Linked DNA regions of Gossypium hirsutum: all the other regions are linked to region 1. The links are chromatin contacts, called in public Hi-C maps. All regions are on one chromosome and are shown on one strand. Each heading gives the region's core, a stretch centred on a gene start, on an enhancer-like site or on the middle of the called end of the contact. The rest is flanking DNA. Distances are from core to core; before and after follow the strand shown.

Region 1 (5,081 bases), core at 2,537-5,036:
GCAGAGATGCATTGCTAGATGCCACTCTTTGTTTGTAACATTAGAATTGCTTTAATATTTCTACCGACGATACAATATCCTATAGCGTCACACATTTGGTTGGGATGATCAGAGTGCAAATTAAAGTTGAGATTTTGTTTAACATGTCACAAAAGTTTAAATTGATTATAGAAAAAGTTCTAATAATTAGTTTAATTTGACAATATTAAAATTAAACATGATATTGTATATTTTGTTACACATATGTAGAGGGTTAAATTAAAATAATGTGAAAAATATATTTAACATATTTTAATGTGACAAATCTATTTTATCGAATTTATTAAATATAATATTTAATAAATTCGATAAATAAAGATTAGTTTTGATTTTGAAATAAAACTGATATTTCCTTATGTAAAGGAGTATATCACATTTTTGGAAATAAATCATAATATTACTCTAAGATTTAAATTTTCATTCAAAACAGTTTTGAATAAATGGAATGATTAATCCCAATTTTAAGGTTAACTGGATTAAAAATTTGACCAAAAACAAAGTTCGTTCTCTTTATAAAAGTTCTTTGAGATTTTTTTTATTGTAAACTTCCGAGTGGATTACGTAGAGGCCAGGATTTTACATTGCGGCTGGGATTTTGACATAGATAAAGGAATCACTTTCGTACCAATGTTGTTTCTAGATTTTACGAGTACATTTTCGACCCTTTTTCAACCTGATTTGTTCCTTGCACATGGATTTGCGGCTTGTGATCGCCAAAATTTATTTTTCGTTACACCACGAGGCATACCGGTGATCCAACAAGTATTAGGTATCTCATGAGGCCCTTATGCTAACTGGTATTAATGATGATTTGCTTCATGTTGATATAGTGAGTTGTATCAAATGGCTTGAGCTTAGGATGAGAAGGGTAGATAATGAGGCTTTCACGAGTTTGCTAGTTTTGGTATGACATTTTTGAACCGTGCGCAACAATAATATCTTGCATGGGAAGAGTACATTGTCTCACATTGTGCTTAATAATGCGAGTGGACTGCACTGTGACTTCTGTATACATAACTTAATCTAAAGGTTGATGTTACTGCTTAGGCCACAACTATCATGTTGGAGCTCATTGAAGGGGAGAAATATGAAGCTTAATGTTGATTTGGCCCTTAACATAGTGCGAGGAAGGGCGAGCCTTAGTGTGGTCATGTGTGATCCTGATGGCCTTGTGAGACACATAGATGGCATCATCGATCTCACTTGGGCTCAATTGCAACAATTACTATTGCAGCAACCAAGAAGACATGGATTTAAGCATGTTTAAATGTGTTTTTCCTCTATTTTAAGAGTTGGGGGATGTGTTATGAATAGAAGTATATTATTGACTAATGAAGCCTTTGCTTTGTTGATAAAGGCTAAGGCCTTGGGATATGATGACCTAGGTTCAACTTCCACTGCATAAACTATGTGAAGGTGTTTTTAGATTTATTTTGGCTTAAATTTTATAATGTATGAGTAATTTTCAGATTATTTTGACTTGACTCTAAATATATTTTTAATATTAGTTTGATTGTGCTGTATAATAATTAATTCCAACTATAATTAATTTAGAAACAGAAATTCACTTACACTAATATAAAAATTCAACAGTTAAATCACTAAAATATTAATAGTATAAAAAAATATAAACTACTTTAGTTGTTTAATTTTGTAGATCTCTCCCTTTAATTAACATATATATTACTTCTAATTTTACTTACATTTATTAACTTGAAAAAGAAAAAAGAAAGAAAACGCATCGAAGCGGCTTTGAGTATTGATAATCTGCAAATGCATTAATTAAGTTATCTACAAATAATTGCACTTTAATGGCAGAGTTTCACGAGTCCAGCTCTTATAAATTTATTGTGTTAAAGCTACCCAGCTGCATGTAAACTCAAATTTATGCAAAAGGTTAATATTTGTACTTACTTTATATCTTTTTTTCTTTTTTTTTTCTTTAGATATTTAAACTTGAAAATCATACGTCAAATTGGTAATTTTTAGTACTTTTTTACGCTATTAATTTTTGTAATTTTGACCTATCATTTAATGCCATGTGTCAAAAAGAATTTCAATCTATCTTAATTTCATCTATATTTTCAATTAATTAATTTTCCTTTTTCTTTCGCATCATACAGTTCTTCGAAAACTATTCAAGTAAATCAAGTTTTCTGTCTTGTTATTTTTTACACCCTTAATCTTCTGTCCATTTCCTAAAATTTTTTATCTAAATAAGAAACCATTCAACCAACCATAGAGATTTGGGATTTTTAAGAGATAATTTTGAAAGCATTTTTAAGAGAGCTCACCAAATAAGAAACAATGGTCAATTGATGTTGGAGAAATTAAGAATCAGAGTTTGAGATTTTTTGAAGATGAATACAATTTTTTTAACCTAAAATTTTTGGAGATGAAGACTTTTTTGAACCTTAACTGATTGTTATGGCCTCACTTCTTAGCTCTCACCTATATTAGGGCACAACACTATCAAATTGTCTTGGTTGGATTTGCGAGCTCCATCTCTCAACCTCAAAATAAGATGCAATGTTGATTCTTTCTGGTATGAAGAAGAAACAAAAGTAGAGAGATTGGGGATTAAGATATGGAATTTTGGGATATTGGTTTTTGATTATTAGAAAATGAAAATTAATTTTTGGCTGAAAATTAGAGAAGAATCGAAAGTGGAGAAGATGAATTAAATAATTATTTTTATTTTTATTTTTAATTAATATAAATTAAAAGAAAAGAATTTCACATTATGTATTTTTAATACACATGTAGTAATTTAATTGATTGTTTTAAATACAGTAAGTAAGAATAAAAAGTAGTAACTTAATTTATGATTTTTAAGTTTAAATACTAGTTAAAGTTGAAAAAGAAAAAAATATAAATACAAATTGTCAAGGTAAGAAGCTTTGAATATATGAACTTATATGCAAATTCCAAACAAAATTGGGAAGTCAATTCAAACTGCATCGATGTTGACGAAGTCTTATAAAAACCAGTCGAAAGCTTTTAACTCCATTCCATATTTAATAAAATCTAATATAATTGTTGGAAAGTTTTCATACAAAACAGAAAAGTGAGTAATTTTAAATTTGTATACAAGCAATTATTTAAAATAAAAACAATTAGATTATAAAGAAAAGAGGATGAAACACAAAATTTAAAATTGAGAAACAAACAGACCTGATCCCAATCAATTCAAACTTGGTAATTTGATTTTACCCAGGCGAGTAAAACCTTTTCCTTTTTTTATGTGTTGTTGTTGAAAGCGATCCAGAGCGGGAGTGGCAGGTTTCAGTAAGCATTAGCAGCATCAGCAATGACGTTGAAATTGAATATGTCTGACCCGCATCACACTCATTAAAACCAACTTCAATGATGCTGTTGATATTTCCACTTTTATTACTTATCCCCGGTTTTACCATAGCTACCATTTACTTTCTTTAATGAGGCAGGCAGACCAAATCATTAAAAATTAATAATGATTAATGATTTGGTTAGATTAAAGTGGGTTTAATGAAATTAAGCACATATTTTATTATTATTAATTATTCAAATTGGTAAAAATGAAAAAAGCGAGTGGTCTGCCGGCCTCACTGCTGCTCTATTACGGGCATCAAAATCCCCCATCTTTTCATTCATTAATCCCTTTCACAATCAGGTAGGAAATCACCACAACACCCTTAGAAAAACATAGCCATCATTTTAATAATAAATGTGCAAGATAGGGACAAAAACGTCATTATGAGATGAACGGGAGAAGGGGCCAGATTTACCCAACGGACAAACACTCCCCCTCCAGTTCTTCAATCACACACAAAAGTGCGCACGTTAGCTGCCTCCCCCACCCACAATCATCGTCACCCCGGAAACACCAAATCGTTAAAACAACCCCCCCCCCCCAAATAAAAAAACCTCAACATTTTTAAATTTTTAATTATTTTTAGGGAAAAGAAAATCCCATGCATTTATATATTGGATTTAATTTTAATGGCGTTTAGCTTAACCTGCGCATCGAGACCTCCCTGACTCCTATACTGAAATCACTGACCACTGCCTTAAATGGATCTGTGTGCGCACTGCAACGCTTCTTTATAACTTCTCGTAACTTCCCCCTCCGCCTTTCACCTTCTATATTTCTCCGTTTCTATGTCATTTCGAAAACGTTCCGTTTCGAGCTCCGATCGGGTCTCACATTCCCTCGGATCCGGCCTGGTTCTTCCCCAATCGGAGCTTCTCCTACTGCTCTTCCGCTGCTTCTCTTTGTCCCGGGCATTTATTTGAATCCGATCCAACGTCGTCGTCTTAAATGTAAGATTTGTTTGTTTGTTGTTGTTATTGCTTTTAAGTTTGGAAAGAGATGAATCCTCTGTGCTGCATTGCTCCGGTTTCCATCGATCGTGACCGAGCTAACCCGGTGGTTACCAAATCGGGTCCGCAATGTCAGCTAAGCATCGAACCTTCCGTCAGAACAGTTAACTATTCGAAACCGAGTTTCTCCTCACAAGTCTCCTCAGTCAACGCCGACACTGACAGATCCTCGCCGTCGGTAATGAATCACACCTCCATGGCAATATTCGACGAACCTATTATCGGAGAGGTTAACGCCGCCCACGGCGTCGCCGGGATCCTGTACAAATGGGTGAATTATGGAAAGGGATGGAGGTCGCGGTGGTTCGTTTTGGAAGACGGAGTTCTCTCGTATTATAAGATTCACGGACCTGATAAGATTTTGATGAGTCCATCAAGGGAGAAGAGCGTACGAGTGATCGGCGAGGACTCGGTCCGGTATATGAGGAAAGCTAACTGGAGTAGCAATCGGGTTAACTCGGTGACAACTCAGTGCAAGCCGTTTGGTGAAATCCATTTGAAGGTTATTTTGCTTTCTCCCTTTTATCACTCAGTTCTGATTTCATTTCCGCTTTTTATGTTATTCTTATTGCCGTGGCAAAAGGGCCGGTTCTTTCGGTATTTTATTTGAAGGAAAAAGAATATACGTACCATAAACTTTCCCTTTTTGTAATTTTTAATTCTTCATATGTAGTCGTTGA
Region 2 (4,619 bases), core at 1,157-3,656, 150 kb after region 1:
TTTCCTCCCACAACTAGGTGGTTGGGATAATTTTACTACCATTAGATAGTCTTGAAATGATAGGAGCGACCATCTCTCTCATCTTGAGTAGTCTTTTCCAGTTCCAACTATTTGAAGAACCACTAGTGACATCCCAAAAACACTTATATCTTTTAGAACATACTCCCTAATCCAAGCAATCCATAATGGATCCTGTCCAGCAAGAATAACTTTAACATGCTGCAAAATGCATGCATTACTCCAATCTTCAAGTTTTTTCAAATCTAATCCACCCTCAGCTTTAGGTGAACAAATCTTATGCCCACTAACTCTTGCACCAAAAGCTGCACTGTCTTTCCCTTTCTAGAAATACCTGGAACAGATTTCTTAAGAACTCCTTTAGGCTAATAAGGTTTAATGTTGTAAATGACAGCTTCAATTAATTGCAATCTTCCGGCATAGCTTGGTTGATTAGATGACCAACTATTAATTCTACCGGTAAGTTTCTCAATCAAAGGAGCACAATCTGTAGCATTTAATTTCCTTGTGACCAGCGGAACTCTCAAATATCTCACAGTAAGCCTACCAAACTGAAAAGCAGTAACTCTTTTCATAATTTCCCATTCCTCTTCAAAAGCACATTTACATGGTTTCTTTCATGTTATTTATTGTAAGCCTACCAAACTGAAAAGCAGTAACTCTTTTCATAATTTCCCATTCCTCTTCAAAAGCACATTTACATGGTTTCTTTCATGTTATTTATTTCTTTATATCTATCAAATATTCATGAAGATTATTGTTCGTACTATGATAATTTAAAGTCCAGAAATACTTCATCATACTAATGCTACTTTGGGATTTTTTTTTATTTTGCAAAAAAGTAGATATAAGAAACAAGGAAACAATAATAAGAATGGATTAGAGATTCAAGTGTACATTCATGTACCATCAAATTAGAATTTGAAACAGCTAAGCTAAGTTGTGGGGTGATGATTTCGACTTTTCCTTTTTGTACCATGAAAATTTAAATGTTCCTTTCTATTATTTTTCTTAAAATGATCTATTTTGGAGAAAGAATGCAAATGATTCAATCGAAGACAGCTTAGTTAAATATCTTCTAGCTAGGCCGCCATCATTACACTAACTAAAGCCTAAATGACCCCATTTTCCTAACCGAGAAAAATATTTCCAACTTTTCATATCATTGATTTGTGCCCGTATAAAAATTAAATTGGGGAAATAACCAAATCATCAAATCAATTTAATCCATCAATAATATAATTTTAAAAAATCTACAATTAATAAATAAAAATATTTTTTGAACTATATTTTTTTATAAAATATACATTAATAGTATAATTAATTTTTAATATATAAAATCTAAGTAAACTATATAGATAGTAACCAAACTATAAAAATAAATTCATTTTAGGCACTCAAAATAAAATGTTTATACTTTAAGCACTCATATTATATATTTCAATTATTCTAGCCACTCCTGTTATAGTCACAAACGGTACGCTGATGTAGAAGTTAAAAATTTGGTATAATAACAATTTTATTTCTCAACTTTTACATATTATATTAATTTAGTCATAATTTTAAAAAATTAACCATCAAGACTTACAAATGGTCTCAAAATTAGGTAAATATTTTCAAAAGATAGAATAATAAATTTAAATTTTATATTAATATTAATATTAATATAAAATAAAAATCTCCCACTCCAGTCGCTCTCCCTCTCTCCCACCGGAACTTCCCTTCCCACCGTCCTCGTACCCCCACCCACCACTGTCCCTCTATTGCTTCCGAATTCCATGGCTAATTTGTATCCAAATACTTGTAATATTCCTTCTCATTCTTCTTCTTAATTGCCTCGGGGGTAAGGGAATGGTGGTGGGAGGGGGTGAGCTACGGAGGTGGGAGGATTTTTATTTAATTTAATATTAATATAATTATATTTTTTATTATTAATGTTAATATTAATATAAAATTTATTATTATTGAAAGTATTTATGTATTTTATATATTTTTTTGAATTCTTTAGAATTAGAATGAATTTAAGATTATTTATAAATTTTGAAAGTTAATTTTTTTTTAAATTATAAACTAATACAATATATATACGTTAATGCTTTAAATATAAATTGTTTATGTTAAATATTGAGTTAAAATTTGTATTGATAATCCTAAATTCTATTTTACGGAGCTGGACGCGGTTAGCCAACTAAATGAATCTTTCCCGCTGCAGAGTTGTAATTTGCAAAGCAGCAAGCTGGGAAAGAGCACCCCCATTAAATTACAAAACTACTCCTCTTGACGTGCCATTTCTTGTCCTTTTGGAGCCTAGGACTGATCGTACCTATCCACTCTCTAACTCCACGTGGCATTACCTTTTATTTTCTTTATATAATTATAAACCACAACGAAGGTCCTGCTTCAATCCTCTCTCGTGCCTAGCTTCTATATTTTTGTTTTAGGTCTGAAAGGCCGGCATGAAGGTCCGATCATGGCTAGCTACATGCGCAACCAGCAGCTGCGCCACTTTAACCCAGGACTCCACCATTCCGTTCCCTAAAAAACAACCGCGCTTATCGGAACATTTGGTTTCCGATAGTTTCTCCGATAATCGAGGGAGCGCCACCTCATCTTCAGCTTCTTCAAGTGACACGAGCTACAGCAGCCTCCCTAGCAACCTTTCCCTCCAGACCCTGCCATCTGTACCTTCCTTACAGCTTTTCCCTGATACCTTAGTCTTTTCCGTCTCTGACATCAGCGTTTCTTCAATTATGCCTCAACCCAACCACCCGATCACCTGCGTTGCGGTTCAGGGTAACTTCTTGTATGTTGCTTCTGTTAACGAAATCAGCGTCTACGATCGCCAAACATCCACTCTTCTCGATGCCTACAACGGCAACGAATCATCCTCCGGTTCCGTTAAGTCTGTCACTTTCTGTGACGGAAAAGTCTTCACTGCTCACCAGGACTCTAAGATCCGAGTCTGGCAAATGACGGTGACTAAAAAGCACAAGTTCTTAACCGCCCTACCTACCGTTAACGACCGCTTACGTCGTCTTGTTCTCCCAAAGAACTATGTCAATGTTCGCCGTCACGTGAAGCGGTTGTGGATCGAACACGCCGACGCCGTTACTGGACTCGCCGTCAATAGAGGTTTAATCTACTCAGTTTCTTGGGATAAAACCTTGAAGATATGGCGAGCATCGGATGCGCGTTGTTTACAGTCTATTAAAGCACACGACGACGCCATTAACGCCATCACCGCCTCCTTCGACGGAACGGTTTATACAGGGTCTGCTGACCGACGGATCCGGGTCTGGGCGAAACCCTCAGGCGAGAAGCGGTACGCATTGGTGGCGACTCTTGAGAAGCATAAGTCAGCAGTAAACGCACTGGCTTTAGACGACGAAAGATCAGTGCTATTCTCCGGTGCGTGTGACCGTTCGATTCTGGTATGGGAGAGGGAAGATAGCGCCAATTACATGGTGGTGACGGGAGCGCTGAGAGGGCATGGAAAGGCAATCCTATGCTTGATCAACGTCTGTGATTTACTAATGAGCGGGTCCGCTGATAGGACGGTTAGGATCTGGCAACGTGGAGTGGAAGGGAAATATTGTTGTTTGGCGGTTTTGGAAGGTCACCAGAAGCCGGTGAAGTCGTTGACGGCGGTCAGAGACGATGAACATAGTGATGTAGTTTCGGTTATTAGCGGAAGCCTGGATGGCGAAATTAGAATGTGGAAGGTCTCGTTTTCGAAACCCGGTATCCCTCGTCGGCGACGGATTTCTGAAAATGGAATTTGTGAAAAAAAAGGAATTGAATCATAAATACATCGTAAAAAGAAAAGGAAAATTTGCGGCCGCTTAAATTTTTTCTGATATGGTCCTGGACGTTTTACCAACCCTGGATTATTTGTTCTTTTGTTTCTTTTATTTTTTTCAATTTTGTTTGCTTCCTGGAAGATATATGATTATTTTCATGTTGTTCATTTAGAAAAAAGAAAATGTTTAATTGCAATAGTATGTTTTTTCAGGATAATCAATTGCAATATTAATTAGATGTAGTAATTCTAAGTAATAAAAGTAAGATATATTTGAGGCACCGTACATGTGCTTATGTGTGCATATCTTACACCTGGCCACCATCATTCTTCGAGTTTGTAATTTAAATGTTTTTATGTTATACATATATTTGTTATTTTAGTTTATGGGCATTTTAAGATTTTTTTATAAAAATAAGGTTTATTTGATTTATTTATAATTTATTTTTGATAAATTTTGATTTTATTATGGTTTAAGGACCAGTTGGTAATAAGGATGTTCAAATTTCGGTTAAAATTAAATTAATCGACCCAACCAATCTAATCTGGTTAATCGGTTAGTTAACCAATTTAGTTTGGTTAAAGGTTAGTTAAAAGTTTTTTAAAATTTCAGTTAACGGTTAATTCGGTTTGAAATTGGGTAAATAATCTAATGAACCGAACTTAATAAATAATAATATATGTATTATGCTATTACTAATTTGGATAATTCGGTCAAATGAATATTATCAATTTATTTATTTATATATGTTTTATACTTGTTTTAACAAAAAAAAATTGGTTAACCGAATTAACCGAAATA
Region 3 (4,467 bases), core at 1,916-4,415, 200 kb before region 1:
TAAAAAAACTTTTTTTTTTGAAATTTTGGCAATGTGTCTAGAACTGGATTGATGGTTGAACTAGTCAAACCAATTAGTTCCCATTCGAATGGTCCAATCGGTTCAAAACAAATAAATTATTAAAAAATAAAAATATACAAAATTATAAAAATAGGTTTCAACCGGTTTTTTAGCTCTATTCAACCAGCTCGTACCGGTTTACAGGTCAACCAAGTTTTTACTTCTCATTGGATCGATACCCCAGTTGATTTTCGATCCAATCTGGTTTAGACAACATTGAATTTTGGAATTTTTTTATATTAATTTTTATTTAAATAATTTTTATTTTTCATAATTTTAGATTTTTAAGTATATATTTTTAAATTTGTTATGATTTTATTTAACACATGATAAAATTTAATTTTTTATTTTTTATTTACTTTAAAGTGTAAGGACTAAATTGATAAAAATTATAAATATTGATGGCTAAAAAAGTATTTTATATTTTTGATAAGGGACTGAGATTTTCAAATAAAAAGACAAAAGGATTCAATATTTCAAAGAAACATTTCACATATTTAAAAGAGAGTAAAATTTACAATTCAGAATAAAAGTAAAAAAGAATTACTTTGCAACAATGAATTGTAGGGATAGACACCAATAACCATGTTTTCCTTTTTTATTTGCTTTCCATTATATATGTATTTTTTAAGAGAATCAATTTCACTATTTGTAGAAGAAAGTAAGTCACTAAACATTAAAATCCCATTGTAACAAATTCAATTCCTTCAAAAACACCCTCTTATTTTCCTACCAAAACAAAAAAAAAAAAAAAAACGGTGCACAATAAATAGGGACGAAAGAAGTTGAAATTTTAATAGAACAAGAAAATAGTGATACCCTGTAGAAAATGCAAGGCCTTCCCCAACCTTGGCTATCTGGGCCACTTGTGGGCTTTAAATTTGTGAGCTTAAATTAGAATAGTTTAGAACTGAAAATATGTAAAAAATCACTTTAACTTTTCAGTGTAATTAATTATTATTTTTAACTTCCCTAATTTTTTTATATATAAAATGAGATCACATTACATCAGAAAAATCGTGTAGAGATTCAAGGATTTCATCCAGGGCTACATGAATGAAACATTGTCCAAAGGTCTTGAGAATGTCAATTTTGCCAAACCATCCGTTACCTTATTGCCTTCTCTAAAAATATGTAGTAAGTGAATAGTGCAATCTCGTTGGAGAATCTCTTTGATGAAACGGATCATAAAAGATTCACATTGCTTCCTTACTATATGTCTCAAGCACCACTTTTTTCAAATCCCTAAATCTAGTATTTTTTTGAATCCAAGAACCCACGCAATACTAACATGATAGCCAAAATGCTTTTATCAGTTGTGGGCTCCTTGGCCGTCCGTTAATTCTACAGGACTGTCCATATCCAACTTTATTCATGTGAGATTGTTTAAGTCCATAAAATGATGATGCAAGTTAGAGAAATGCAATTAGGCATCACACTAAAATATAAGGATCTTTGGTACAGCCAAACAATTAGTTCCATAAACTACCAATTGAGCCAATCATTAGGAATTGGTTGACTTCTTCTTCCTCTCTAAATTATTCAAGGGAATGTTAGGAGTTATATAATTAAAGTTTAGAAAATCAAATATTTAGCAACCCTATTTTATATTAAAAAAAAGAAGGGAATAAAGTTGACAAACAAGATGTGTTATTTGTTCCTTGCAGTAATTACGTACTTTTTTGGATTCTTGTCAAACAATCAATCTATTAGTATATTGATGTTTAGCATAATAAGAATCATTTTTGGAGTTTTCTTTTCGTATCACCCAAGTTTGATAGGCTCCTTAATTTGTCTTTTAATTTTGTTTTTCCGCACAAGGAAAATTTCACGCATAATATACATGTGGATTGTTATGTAAATGATATGTCGGCACTAAAATTTAATTAATGATTTTTAATTTTTAAAATTTTAAAAAATTAATTAGATGCTAATATGTCATCCACATGTATACCACATCAGCAAAGTTAAAAAACGTTAAAATTTTCATCTATTTTGGAGTGATTTGATAAAAAAAATGTAAGTTCAAAAGCTAAAAAAGATAAAAAAAATATTAAATGAATGGCTAAAATAATTTTTTCTATAAAATTAGAAACCAAATAAATCATTATACCAAAATTTAATTAAGTTGAATTAAAATACATTATCCTATTATAAAAAAGAGAAATGAAAAGTGAAATTAAGGATTTGAATAAATAAATCTTATATCCAAGTTGTTGGCGTTTATGGGCTATTTTTTTAATTGGATTAAGAATCCACAAATATTTTTTGTAAATAGAAATTAAAAGGTATAAAAATTAAATTTATTATTAGATGTGAAATATAATCATTAAATCTAAGGTCTCATTTGTAGTTAATATATATATTTACATGAATAGCCCTAAATAACATTTCACCCTCACAATTTAAATCCAATTTTTTTTTTGCATTTTTTTGGGGTGTGTGTGTAAAGGTGTGACAATTATATGGAATATGATTGTGGCATTCACTTAATAAAGTGACGGCGCTGTTAGTTTTCATCAAAACAGAATTTTTATACTTAATTCTGTTGTGAGGGGAAAATGAAATGACATTAAGCAATTATTAGATTCAATCCAGATTTGGCATTTTAATATTTTTTACATTTAGGTAGTCGAAATGGGAAATGGGAAATGGATCTGGATTCAGCCTGTGCCAATTTATAAGCAAACAGGGAAATAAAGGTGTCATTTTCATGTATTGGGAAGGCACATGGCATGTTGTTCATCCCATGTGATGTTTTGACCCAATTTATTAATTTCATCCATAAAACTACCCTACTCATATATGTATATCATGCGTATAAAGACTATAGACTTTTGCTTTTATTACTAAATCAGAGAAAAAATGATGATTAAATAATAAATGAAAACATAAATGTATAGTTATAATGAAAATGCAAAAAGATGGTGGGATCATCAGCATTAACCAAAGACATGTGGAGTGGGATTAAAGTAGTGGTGAATTGTATTCGACAACATTGCCCTTTTTGTCAGTCTACAAAGTTAAGAGAGTTGCACCGCATACACCGATGGGATTTAAGAAACCCTGTGAAAATGGGAATGGGGTTGGGTTTCAGAGGTGGAGAATGCGGGGGAACAAGGTTCACATGGGAGAACGTGCTTCCCTACCATCAGTTAAACGGTCGGTACGGTCTCATGCATGTGCCCATTTCTATCTTCAATCTCTAAATACCCACCTATAGATTTAAGATTAAAAAGTTTGGTCTTGGCACCATTAAAATGATTTAAAAAAAAAAACTTGAATATGTTGAGGATTGGATCTCCAACACGTTAGGTTTTGTATCTCAACCATGTGTAATGTTTACGTTTTCGCTCTATCAACTTATTTTCTCAGAGAAAAACAAAACAATACCTGAATCCAATAAATTATTATAAACAATAGGATCTCAAATCTGCATTATTTTCACATTGCAAGTCCCCACTCCATATTCCATGTGTTTGCTTCAAATGTTCACATTTCATTTCATTCATTTTAATGTTTCTAATAAATTTAGCAAACTATTTTCTTTTTCATAAAATAAAATTAGCTGTATATAGAATTTGAGGGTTAATTAATTATATATTCAGAACGCACATGTCATTTTGCCAAAAATTTTTCCCCTTTTTTGATGTAACATTTTGCAACTTTAAAGGTTAAGTACTTTTTATTATGATATTTAAAAAAATGCATTAAATCATTTATTATTAAATTAATGAAATCTTTTTTTCTTGGATATAAAATTGAAACTACCAACCGTAGTACATAAGTTATAACCATGTTGTTGATCTGATTATCCATATGTTGTCCTCATCAATCAGTTATCTCTGTTGAACAAATAATAATAATAATAATAATAATAATAATAATAATAATCATTTATCTCTTAACCGACATTGGAATGCTAAACTGACACTGTTGGGAATTGTCACTTTTTTATTATTATATATTTTATGGAAACATTAATCTAAATTTGCTGGTACTACTACTAACTAACTAATAAAGTTCTATATAAAAACCATGAATATTATTTTTAAAGTATTTATATATATTTTTTATATTTTCATAACTTCAGAAAAATGTATAGGTAAATTACACTATCCATTACGGCAAATTTTTTTTCACTCAACTAATAAAATTTATTATTATTTTTATTTCTTTTGTTAAGTGTTTTTAAGTCTACGATGGATTGATGATGTTGTGATTTTAAATTTTGGATAGTAATATATTTGATCTCCCATGGTTATACATTTTATTAATTTAGTTTATAAAGAAATTCACCTTTAACATTTATAAATTATTTTAATTTAGTCCTTGATTCTAATAAAATTATAAAACTTTTTAATTAAAATTTTAAAAAATCATACAAAATACATAAAAAAATCTAAA

The links. Hi-C and Micro-C count contacts between places; a contact is called where the count stands out from the background.
Region 2: a contact with region 1 is called in a Hi-C map of hypocotyl, with 2.5 times the contacts expected there. The contact joins the promoter of LOC107909742 here to the promoter of LOC107909740 in region 1. A contact is called at or near these places in 11 of 34 Hi-C or Micro-C datasets (anther, callus, hypocotyl and 2 more).
Region 3: a Hi-C map of leaf shows a contact between it and region 1, with 2.7 times the contacts expected there. The contact joins the enhancer-like site here to the promoter of LOC107909740 in region 1. A contact is called at or near these places in 5 of 34 Hi-C or Micro-C datasets (callus, hypocotyl, leaf and 1 more).

What each region holds. Positions count from the first base shown.
Region 1 is chrD02:58,804,907-58,809,987 of Gossypium_hirsutum_v2.1, forward strand. LOC107909740 (oxysterol-binding protein-related protein 1D) reads left to right here and starts at 3,787. Exons shown (of 8, transcript XM_016837378.2): 1 at 3,787-4,903. The coding sequence starts at 4,391.
Region 2 is chrD02:58,954,883-58,959,501 of Gossypium_hirsutum_v2.1, forward strand. It overlaps LOC107909742 (protein JINGUBANG), which reads left to right and starts at 2,407. Exons shown (of 1, transcript XM_016837380.2): 1 at 2,407-4,199. The coding sequence starts at 2,475. The coding sequence ends at 3,824.
Region 3 is chrD02:58,609,281-58,613,747 of Gossypium_hirsutum_v2.1, forward strand. No RefSeq gene overlaps it. Among protein-coding and RNA genes, the nearest start is that of LOC121215158, 31 kb to the right of the region's middle. Within about 2 kb of position 3,166, at least 2 of the 9 cell types and tissues checked have an H3K27ac peak or open chromatin away from gene starts, as enhancers often do. A contact at or near this core is called in leaf, where this site is marked.